Linked DNA regions of Sus scrofa: region 1 is linked to region 2. Evidence: chromatin contacts called from public HiChIP or PLAC-seq data. All regions are on one chromosome and are shown on one strand. The core of a region is the stretch at or near the end of the contact, and the rest is flanking DNA. Distances in the headings are between cores, read along the strand shown. Region 1 has its middle 44 kb from the start of ZDBF2. Region 2 holds the start of EEF1B2 (eukaryotic translation elongation factor 1 beta 2).

Region 1 (5,615 bases), core at 251-2,750, 69 kb before region 2:
ATCTGAACATCTATTCTTCCAGTTTTCCTAGAGCACAGAGTGCCTCACTCCTGGTCTTCATCCAGAGCTCCGCTCCAGGGGTGCTGCGGGTCGGCAGCTGCAGTGGCTCATGTTTTACTCCATGTAGAGGCTAATGGCAAGTGCCAAACTTCAGTTCCCATAAATAAAGAAATAAAGGAGTTCCCTAGTGGCCTAGTGGGTTAAGAACCCAACCTCGTCACTGCAGCGCCTCGGGTCACTGCTGTGGCGTGGGTTCAATCCCTGGCCTGGGAACTTCCGGGTGCTGCAGAGGAGGCCAAAAAATAAAATAAAATAAAATTAAGATACATATTTATTTATTTATTTATTTTTGCCTTTCCTAGGGCTGCTCCCACGGTATGGAGGTTCCCAGGCTAGGGGTCTAATCAGAGCTGCAGCTGCCGGCCTACACCACAGCCACAGCCATAGCCACACAGGATCCTAGCCGGGTCTGCAACTTACACCACAGCTCAACGCCGGATCCTCAACCCACTGAGCAAGGCCAGGGATCGAACCTGCAACCTTATGGTTCCCAGTCGGATTCGTTAACCACCAAGCCACGACGGGAACTCCAGATACATACTTATTTAATAGGAAGTTCCAATTCCTCTGTGTTGGAAATACACTGAAATCCAGGAAATAAAATCTCTCTCTCTCGATGAGCCTTCTAGTTGCACTTGAAGAGTTCTCCTTTGACATTCTAAGGTTCTTTGCATCCCACCCCGTTGACAGGCAATTTAATTTGACTTTTCTTAAGTGAAAGCCAAACAAAGGAGGGATTGGTGCCTCCCCCATCACTGGTTTACAGCCTGCGGTGCTCAGCCAGCCGCTATGATTACCGTTCAAAAAAACAAACCTCCGTCACACACGTGTACACGCTGAGCTGAGCAAAAGAATTAATTTGTGCCGCGTGTTCCTTGCTTACTTTTCTCCTGCACTACATGGGGAATTTGTATGCAGGGGCGGGGAGGGAAGGAAGAGCCACATTCACGTGAAACCCAACATCATTCCCCCTCTACAGTCTCCTTTCAATAGCCAGATAAAAGCCAAATGAGGAGGCTGGGAAAAGAGTGTCCAACGTAGCTGCCCTGAAAACCATCCTCCATTTCATTCTGGAGCGGGGAGGTTACACCCAGACATCACAGAGGCTTCTCTCCCCACCGAGGATGAACTGGTAAGTGCTTTCGTCTTTGTTTTCCTTGCACTGACACGTTTGCAGCCGACCTGAGGAGGAGGCCTGATGCTGATTTTCTTACATAGCCAAGTGTTTGGACTAACTACCAGCTGGCAGAAAAAAAGGAAAAGGACTCCTGATAGTTTAGAAAAAGTGCTCTGAGCAGATTCCTATTCTTGGTCCTGTCAAGTGTTTGGGAAGCGAGTTGGCGACAGCTGTGATTAAATCGAAAACCCTCAAAGAGAGACCTCAAAGAGAGAGACTAGGAGGAGGTTGCGAGGGTGGGGGTAGGGTGTGCGTTTACCCTGGAAAATGACAGCTCACAAATGTAGTCAGCCCTCGGAAATGTCAAACATCATTAGAGGGAAGCCCGCTGCAGCAAAATGGGGTGGCAGGAAGTGGTCCTCCGAGGTGGCAATTGATTTTGCCCTCCTTCGATGGCAGAGTGGGAAGAAAGTTCTAAACTGAGTTGTAACGTGGTTGGTTTCTTTCCTTCTCTCTTTGAAAGATGAATAATAGCCTGTGGTTCTTCAAAACAAACATTTTTGGTGGTTGCCGCACTTTTGAAATCTGTCCGAGTAACTGGCCTCCGGGCTGGTCTAATGAAGCACCAGTGGCTAATTGAAACGGAAGCCTGTGGGAGAAAAGGTTCAGCTAAGGTGACTGTGCCTTTGGTAGTCAGATGACTGAGAGCCAGTTTTTGTTGGTGGTTATCTAATAGTTGATCGTTTCCTCCACATGAAAACTAAGGAAAAACAAATGAAAATCTGATAACAGATCTTTCACCAGCAAATATGCGCTGAAACTGGCCCTTCGCACTGGAAAGAAACTCATTTTCCCAAGCGTCTACAAACTTATTGCTAAATTAATCCGCTTGGATTTTTTGTTTTGTTCTGTGAAAAAGCCAAAGAACCTCTCTTCAATCTCAGATTACCTAGGTCAACTCATTCCTCTGAGTAATTCTCATCAGGCTTGCACATCTTCCAGACACTAAATGATTTTTAAGTTTTTTCATGGCTTTTATTTATGATTTTACCTAAGGCTTAAGCCCTTTAGTTTATAAAAGAATGTCATACATTCTGTAACTTTAACTGTCATCTCCCCAAAATAGATATTTAACCCAACATGCCCCTTTCAAAGTCTACAGAAATTAAAGCTAACACACATGTAATTTTCAAAGGAGAAAAGTTTTATGCTAAAAGATTTTTTTTTCTGAATTGGTTGTAGTTGAAAAAAATCAAAATCAATCTAAACATCCAGTAGTAAGAAACTAATCAAGAAACTTCTTACATAGTATCTCAATGAAATATTTTGCAGTCATTAGGAAATCGTTAATTTGGAGGCTTGTATAGCGTCATGGATGAATGCTCATATTATGTCAACAATTATAGTTATGTTATTATCTGTATGTTATAAAAGTATTTACTTTTGTAACATATAAGATTATATGTTACAAAAGTAAATACAGTTGGAGTTCCCGTCGTGGCCCAGTGGTTAGCGAACCAGACCAGCATCCTTGAGGATGCAGGTTCGAGATCCCTGGCCTCACTCAACAGGTTAAGGATCTTGTGTTGCTGTGAGCTGACAAAAGACCAACCAAAACAACAAAAAAGAGTAAATACAGTTGAAAAAAAAATTGGAAAAAAATATGCAAAATTGAAAATAGTTGTGTTACGTTGGTAGCGAGCTTATGGTGTGCTCATAGTGAACTGTGTGTCAGGGAGGAAAACCTTTTGCTCTACCCTCTTAAATTCAGTTTCTGAGGGCTTGCACATTAAACTGACGAGTGACAGATTAGCAAGAGATAATACGAAATTGAATCATGTGTTTTTGAAATTGAATCATGTGTTTTTGTTAACCATCCATGTGAGGGTTCATAGAAAAATGAGACTCAAAGGGATGGCTTAGAATTGGGGGCTTGTATACCATCTTAAGGGGAAGGGAAGCAAGAAAATGACACAGGAAAACTGGTGACTTCTTAATAAGGGAAGGGGGAGAATGGGCATTTGTGGGAAAACAAATGACTTTTTAGAAAGATAAATGGACCTTTCGGAGAATAGATGGGCGACATGACAGTTTTTGTGACAATATCTGTTTAGGTCCATTTCTTTGTTGTTGTTGTTGTTGTTGCTATTTCTTGCATTTCTTTTTATTTTATTTAATTAACTAATGTATTTATTTTTGTCTTTTTTTTAGAGCTGCACCCGCCGCATATGAAGGTTCCCAGGCTAGGGGTCGAATCAGAGCTGTAGATGCTGGCCTACACCACAGACACAGCAACGCCAGATCCGAGCCATGTCTGTGATCTTCAGCACAGCTCATGACAATACCGGACCCTTAACCCACTGAGCGAGGCCAGGGATTGAATCTGCGTCCTAATGGCTGCTAGTCAGATATTCATTTCCAACATCTAAGTCTAATGTGGAGACTTTAATCTCTGGTAATAAAAGTCAATGTTTCCTTGTTGATCCTGCAGAGATTTATGACAATTGAGTTCTTTTGGGACTTCAAATGCCATCTGCTCCAGATAATTTTTTTTTTTTTTTTTTGCTTCTTAGGGCCACACCTGCAGAATATGGAGTTTCCCAGGCTAGGGGTCAAATCGGAGCTACAGCTGCCAACCTATGCCACAGCCACAGCAACGCCAGATCCAAGCCATGTCTGTGACCTACACCACAGGTCATGGCAATGCTGGATCCTTAGCCCACTGAGTTAGGCCAAGGAGTGAACCTGCAACCTCATGGTTCCTAGTGGGATTCGTTTCCACTGCGCCACGACAGGAACTGCCTGCTCAAAATAATTTTTATACCACAGTGGCATATGCTGGACCCCTTAAGGTGATATGTCCCTTCTTCTTCCCCAGACTTTCTCTAACAGTCTATTACTTGCATAAATTTTTTTTTTTTTTGTCTTTTTGCCTTTTCTAGGGCCGCTTCTGTGGCATATGGAGGTTCCCAGGCTAGGGGTTGAGTCAGCTGTAGCCACCAGCCTATGCCAGAGCCACAGCAACCTGCAACCTACACCACAGCTCATGGTAACGCCGGATCCTTAACCCACTGAGCAAGGCCAGGGATCGAACCCTCAACCTCATGGTTCCTAGTTGGATTCGTTAACCACTGCGCCACGACGGGAACTCCTACTTGCATAATTTTAAAACTTTATAATATTGAAAATTCCCATCTATTTTTTCTTCCTGTCTCAATTTTCATAAAAGCCCCCAAAAGTTAAACCCTTCAATCTGATGAGGGCTCCTCAGTTTTTTTGCCCGGTTTCTTTGGTGACATTAACTTTAGTAAAGGTTTCTGCCTCATAAAACTTCTCATGAATGTAGTGGAAGCCAAGACCACAGTAAAAACTGATAGTATGGAGTTCCCATCGTGGCACAGTGGAAACGAATCCGACTAGGAACCATGAGGTTGCGGGTTCGATCCCTGGCCTCACTCAGTGGGTTAAGGATCTGGCTTTGCCACGAGCTGTGGTGTAGGTCGCAGACATGGCTCGGATCCCATGTTGCCATGGCTCTGGTGAAGGCCGGCGGCTGCAGCTCCGTCCGATTAGACCCCTAGCCTGGAAACCTCCATATCCCACAGGTGTGGGCCAAAAAGACCAAAAAAAAAAAAATTAAAAATTAAAAAAAATAAAAACCGATAGTATGAAGGTGTTCAAGATAGAATAAGCATAACTGGCTGATGAAGATTAATAACACAGCATTGTTTTAAATTGGACAGTTTTTAAGCTTGCCCCAAATCTGTGGTTGCACAATATACTTGCTGTTTTTATTTTGTTTGTCACTCCAGAGTTTAATCCTAACTCAGCCTTTAACTTGTTTCATGGCTTGGGACAGAGCAAACTTTCTCTCTCTCTCTCTCTCTCTTTTTTTTTTTGCTGCACCTGCGGCATATGCAAGTTCCTGGGCCAGGGCTTGAACCCTCACTGCTGTCATGGCCTGTGCCAAAGCTGAGGCAACTCAGGATCCCTAACCTGCTACACATCAAGGGAATTTCCTTCTTTTAGTTTTAAATAAATCTGATGGGCTAGGTTCCTTCCAGCACTCTAATCTTCCCATTTCTGCTCTTTTTTTTGGGCTTTTTAGGGCCACACCCGAAGCATATGGAGGTCCCCAGGCTAAGGGTCAAATTGGAGCTGTAGCTGCCGGCTTATGCCACACCATAGCATCGAAGGATCCAAGCCATGTCTTCAATCTGCACCACAGCTCCCAGCAATGCCGGATCATTAATCCAGTGGGAAGGCCAGGGTTCATACCCCATGGATACTAGTCCGATTCATTTCCACTGAGCCACAACGGGAACTCCATTTCTGCCCATTTTTAAACCAACTTCTGCTTATTAAGTCATTGCTCAGTGTGGCATATGTAATGGATTTCTAACACATGCAGGGGACACCTAATAAATATTTGATGAGA
Region 2 (5,500 bases), core at 1,877-4,376:
GTGCTTAATGGAATCTTAATGTCTCTAAATGGATCCTCTCCTCAGCCATATAGTTATAGAAAATACATCTTGTGTTTGTCACACACATGCCCACTTTCTGTTTGGCTAAGAAAGAGGTGTTTAGTTGTGTAACAGTTTTTTTCCCACAGAGGAATGCTGCAGTTGCTACCATGCGAACAGCTGCAGACCAGTAGCTGTGGAAGTTTTGAAGCTCTGCCTCAAAAGAAGATATTGAAATATGTATTCAAGGAATGTGGAGGAAACTTTGGGAATCAATCTTTGGAAAAGATTATTCATGTTATTACGAAAAGAATTAAGTTATATACAAATTATAAAATGACCTACTTTTGGCTTTCTTTGACTCATACTGTGCAAGGCGTTCTTCTCTTAGCCTCTTAGCTTCTTCACTTTCCTGTGAAGAATAAATTTAATATATTTCACAAAGCTGGTTGTTCCCCGCCTTAAAGCTGATGGGATCATCACAAAGACCAGCTTTATCAGAAAAAAGCAAATCCATCAGGAGCTCAGCCGAAAGATGGTGATTTGATTTTATTCATCATGTAGCTAGTGAGGATTTTCAAAAGGCAGGTAATAAAGGGAAGCTGGGATTCGACCCCAGCCATTCTGGCTACAGAGACTGTGCTTAAGCACACTGACACACACACATGTCAATTTATGCCATACCTCCTCATCATCGGATCCAAAGAGGTCAATGTCATCATCATCTTTACTGTCTGTAGCTCCACTTTCTGTGGTGTCTTCCACATTGGCAGGGCCATACTTGCCCAAAGCTTTCTTCACTCCTGGCAGGCTTAAAAAAATTAATCAACTGTTAGGATGGTATGATATCCCCCTTTATTTATTTATTTTTTGTCGTTCTGCCTTTTCTAGGGCTACTCCTGCAGCATATGGAGGTTCCCAAGCTAGAGATCAAATCGGAGCTGTGCTGCGGGCTTATACCACAGCCACAGCAACATGGGATCCAAGCCGCGTCTGCAACCTACACCACAGCTCACGGCAATGCCGGATCCTTAACCCACTAAGCAAGGCCAGCGATGGAACCGCAACCTCATGGTTCCTAGTCGGATTTGTTAATGACTGAGCCACAACAGGAACTCCATGATACCCCTTTTTAGACAATACATGAGAACTTGTTTTCATTACAACTTATCAACCGGTCCCTTTTGTACTGAGAACTTACCCTTCAACGCTCCCATGTAAATACCTGTGCATGTTTTAGGTCCTCACTCAAACATTAACAGCACGTGACATGTCATATTCAATATGCACAATGGTTTGCTTTTAGGATGAGTATTTCTGTTTGAGGTTTCATTAAGCACACTCAGTGGACTGGAGCTCACTCCCCCACCCCCACTCCATTCTTGTTAGCAGTTTCAGAAGAAAGGCAAAGGACTAAAAGAATGAGCCACCTGCTAACCCAGAGGTGAGTCCCCCAGATCAGGGTTAGACGCATTAGCAGGGTAATGTGGGGAAAAGCTAAATTGCTATTGTTGAAGTAAAATCATATCTAATGGCAAGACAATAAATAATTAAACATAAAAATTTTCTCTCCCCAGTTTGTGCCTCCTCTCTCCCCTTTTATGTATACTGTGCATCTGCATTAACCAAGCCTCCTTACAGGTAACATTCTTTCCTAATCTTGGGCCACCATGACCCACAACAAACTATTTGCTTTGCACCTGTAGATTTGGATTGTATAAACTGTTAGTAACATGTCATTCAACATACGGCCCTATCTCAAGAACTTCTATGGGTGGAACAGTTCTCAGATGTTTCTGAGGGGCTTTTCACAAGTTGTAATTCTCATTGTGGCTTGAGTAAAACTTTCCATTTCACCTGATTTGCTTTTTATCAAAATTGTTCATGTCCTACCTGTTACATGAAAAAATGGAGAATTCCAGTCTCTTGGTCTTCTAAAGTCACAGAAATTTAGCTTACAATATCCCAACAAACATGAAGTCGCCAGAATCCTAATTTGTCACGCGAAAATCCCAAGTTTAACCTTAAAATCAGTCCATTCTTCAGATGAACACAAAGATAATTTTACCTGGCCTTTTCTTTTTCATAAGATTTGATGTGATTATACCAACGTAGGGCATGACACAAGTCAGCAGGTGGTGGGCCGGAGACTGCTTCAAAAACTGCCACATCTGCTTGTGATGGCACATACCTGTCCATGATACAAAACTAGTTATACACACCTCAAAAAAAAAAAAAAAAAAAAAAAAAGCTACGAACACCAGCAAATAAATGACAAACGCTACGACCCTCAAATTATTGAATGAGAACGCGCCCATTTGTTAGGGGGCCCTAAGGTGCTTTAGCTATTTGAGAAAAGGAGAAAAAAAAAAGCTCCTTAGGATCAGGGATTATCTACTCAGTTCTCCGCGCTATCCTGAGACATGCCTGACACTTAGTAGACCTCGGAAATTGCAATCACTAACGCCATGTCTACAGGCTTCCATCTGTTAACTGAGCAAAACGCAGAAAAACCTAGTTGAATCAAGTAATCGAAAAGAAAGCACCTCTTTAACCCTTCTCTCTCTGCAGCCCCTTCCCCCGGGAGAGCCCTGGGTCCAGGCTTCCTTTCCTCCAGCAGCAGCCGAGGCCGCGCCACGTGGCCCCACCGCACCCGGCCGCCCCTGCCGGTCCGCTCACCCCTCGATGTAGCTCTTGTCTGCCAGGTAGTCGTTGAGCACCTGGAGGCCGGCGGGGCTTTTCAAGTCTCCAAAACCCATGGCGATTGTCGATCTGGGAACTGGGCCGCAGCGGAGGAAAAAAGGAGCGCAGGCGAGGGAGCCTAACGCTAAGAGGAAAAAGGCCGCAAAAAGCCCGGAAATTCCTTATATAGAGACGGAGGCGTTTCTCTCCGATGCCCCTGGCCGGAGGTTAGAGGTTAAAGGTTAAAGCACTTTACGCTTCCACAATGTAAAAATCAAGGGCTCTGAAATAGGCCGACAGATTGCCCACCGGTATTTCTCTGTGTTTGCAAATCATTAATAAAATGGATATTTCTCAAATTACTATCGCCAAGGGCTTCGGAAGATTACAAGAAGAGCCTTTTGAAGCACCGGAGATGACCGAAGACGTTCGGCCTGGGCCGCCAGGCCACTTCCGGCGGAACTGCAGGTCTGAGCCAACCCTTCTACCCCGCCCCCGCTCCCGGCTGCAACGCCCTCCGCCCCGCCCTCTGTCAAACTGACGGAAGTTGCTGAACTCAATCTACGCGGGAAGTTGTTGAACTGGGGTTTCTGGTCCCTCCCGGCTTTCCGTTCTTGCAGGACTGGCTGACGGAGATGCCCGAGGCCGCCATATTGAATAAGCAAATCGGCCTTTGAAGGGGTCGTTGCGGTGTAGACGGTTCTGCAGAGCAGCCATCCTCGGCGGCTCCAGGGAAAAGGTGAGGTCGTGTTTGGGTGAGAAGGCTGAGGTACCTTGGCCCTCGGAGTTTGTTCCTTGATGAGACTCTTTCCTTTGGTCCAACCGACTCATTTCTCCTCTTGTCCTTGACTGGGTACCCCGTTCCACCCTGCCTCCTGGGGAACCCTCAGAAAGCCGGCAGGTGAGGTCTGTTAGTCAAGGTTTCTGGTATGATGGAACAGAGAGGAGGAGAGGTCTGGAGGCCCGGGGGGAGCGCTAACCCGAATGCAGCCTTGTGGGTGACCTTCCTTCTGCAAGGGAATGCAGGACAGTCCTCTACCTGGAGAGAAGGCCGTATTGTTCCCCGAGAGAGGACCTGTGCCAAGTGACATGGGCCTAAAGACGGAGCATTTTCCACCAAATTAGCACAAAACCTGGTACAGTGCATCTTTCGTTGCTGTTGCCTTAGCAACCGTACATGCCTCTTATTATTTGGTTATGTTTATGGATTGGATAACACTTATTAACTCTTTCACTGGTGGGGAAACTGAAGAAAAGGACATTTTAAAATTTGTCCCAAGGTTGCAGTGCGAATAACAAAAAGCTACGTTGTTTAAAAGTTTGGGGGAACTAGTACATGTACTGTAAAATCGTGTATCAGAGACGACTCTGCTCAAATACGAATTGAGGGTGTAGGAAATGTAACGGTGAACTGTTTCTGATGAATAAACAGCAAATTAGTTTTTTATGGAATGTCCTTTTTTTCCACCGAGTTGTATGTGCATCTTTAAGCGGGGTGTTATGCGTTTGCCAGAACACCTGCATTCTTTAATAGCAGAGAAGTGACATTAAGTTATGGCCAGAGAGTGGAGATAGAGTTCATTTAGCAGACAGTTATTGATCGCCCACTATAAGCCAGAAATGAATCTACTAAGAAGAATTAAATGGTGATATGACTGGGGAGTAGTTAGGACATTTTAGCTGGGCTGGTCAAAAAAGTCTTCCAGCGTTTTTACATCGTTGTATGAAATACTGATTTTTGAATTTGAATCTGTCATTACTCTAATTCAGCAAATTCATTTTTACCTTCATATCAATATATTTTAATAGGACAGATTCTGCATATTCTGGAATTTGGTGATATCCACTTTTTTTTTCCTCAACATTTCACTACATGTATTTCCTCTTATGCAGTCTAAGCTGAGAATGCCATATAAATGGGTCACTGTGAAATGTGACAGTATCCACGGTTTGGGTGTGAGGTTTCAACAAACCTCAGATCTTGTAATTGTATTATTTACTTTTTTTTTTTTTGTCTTTTTGCCATTTCTTGGGCCCCTCCCGTGCCACATGGAGGTTCCCAGGCTAGGGGTCCAGGCTATGCCAGAGCCACAGCAACGTGGGATCCGAGCTGCATCTGCAACCTACACCATAGCTCACAGTAACGCCGAATCCTTAACCCACTGAGCAAGGCCAGGGATTGAACCCGCAACCTCATGGTTCCTAGTTGGATTGTTAACCGCTGAGCCATGATGGGAACTCCTATAGTATTTACTATTGAAAAAAAATTCACCTATAAGTGGACCTGCAAAGTTCAAACCTATATTGTTTAATGGTCAACTCTATTTGATGATTATTTTCTCAAGGGCACCATGCTAGGTCTTCAGAAAAGGAAGATGACCAAAGTGCACCCTTCCTTTTCAAGGAGCCTATAGTTTAGTAGGTACTGAAGTTGTTTACTAACCTGTAGTTTAGTAGGTGGAATAATAAAGACACATATATAGTGTGTGCCAATAGGAAAGAGAAGGAGCACAAAGGAAAAAAAGCACTTTAAAACTGATTTTCAGTGGGTAGTACTGCCTAATTGATTGAGTTCAGCTTCTACTGGTATTTATTGAGCCGCCTACTGATAATACCTAGCCTAGGATTGCTTTCTTCTTTAGATAAGGAAGCAGAGACTCTGATTTACCAAAAAGCCACTCACTAGAAGGTGACAAATGTCTGTAAGTTCAATATCATAAATTCTGAATTAATGAATTTCATGAGTTATTGAAGCTTGAACTAATGAAATTTCCTGTTATATACTATCTGTAATAGGTACCTGAAACCCTATGCTTAA

Evidence for each region. HiChIP or PLAC-seq counts read pairs in DNA pulled down with a chosen protein or histone mark.
Region 1: an H3K27ac HiChIP or PLAC-seq map of skeletal muscle shows a contact between it and region 2. The contact joins the enhancer-like site here to the promoter of EEF1B2 in region 2. A contact is called at or near these places in 1 of 5 promoter capture datasets (skeletal muscle), 7 of 47 Hi-C or Micro-C datasets (embryonic fibroblasts, epiblast stem cells, fetal skeletal muscle and 4 more) and 1 of 2 datasets of contacts at active chromatin or transcription factors (skeletal muscle).

What each region holds. Positions count from the first base shown.
Region 1 is chr15:109,516,541-109,522,155 of Sscrofa11.1, reverse strand. It overlaps a transcript of GPR1 not described here. Among named protein-coding and RNA genes, the nearest start is that of ZDBF2, 44 kb to the left of the region's middle. Within about 2 kb of position 1,500, at least 8 of the 83 cell types and tissues checked have an H3K27ac peak or open chromatin away from gene starts, as enhancers often do. A contact at or near this core is called in skeletal muscle, where this site is marked.
Region 2 is chr15:109,449,527-109,455,026 of Sscrofa11.1, reverse strand. EEF1B2 (eukaryotic translation elongation factor 1 beta 2) reads right to left here and starts at 3,126. Exons shown (of 6, transcript NM_001243524.1): 1 at 2,680-3,126; 2 at 2,069-2,191; 3 at 685-811; 4 at 346-412. The coding sequence starts at 2,759. It overlaps NDUFS1 (NADH-ubiquinone oxidoreductase 75 kDa subunit, mitochondrial), which reads left to right and starts at 3,214. Exons shown (of 19, transcript XM_003133603.5): 1 at 3,214-3,421.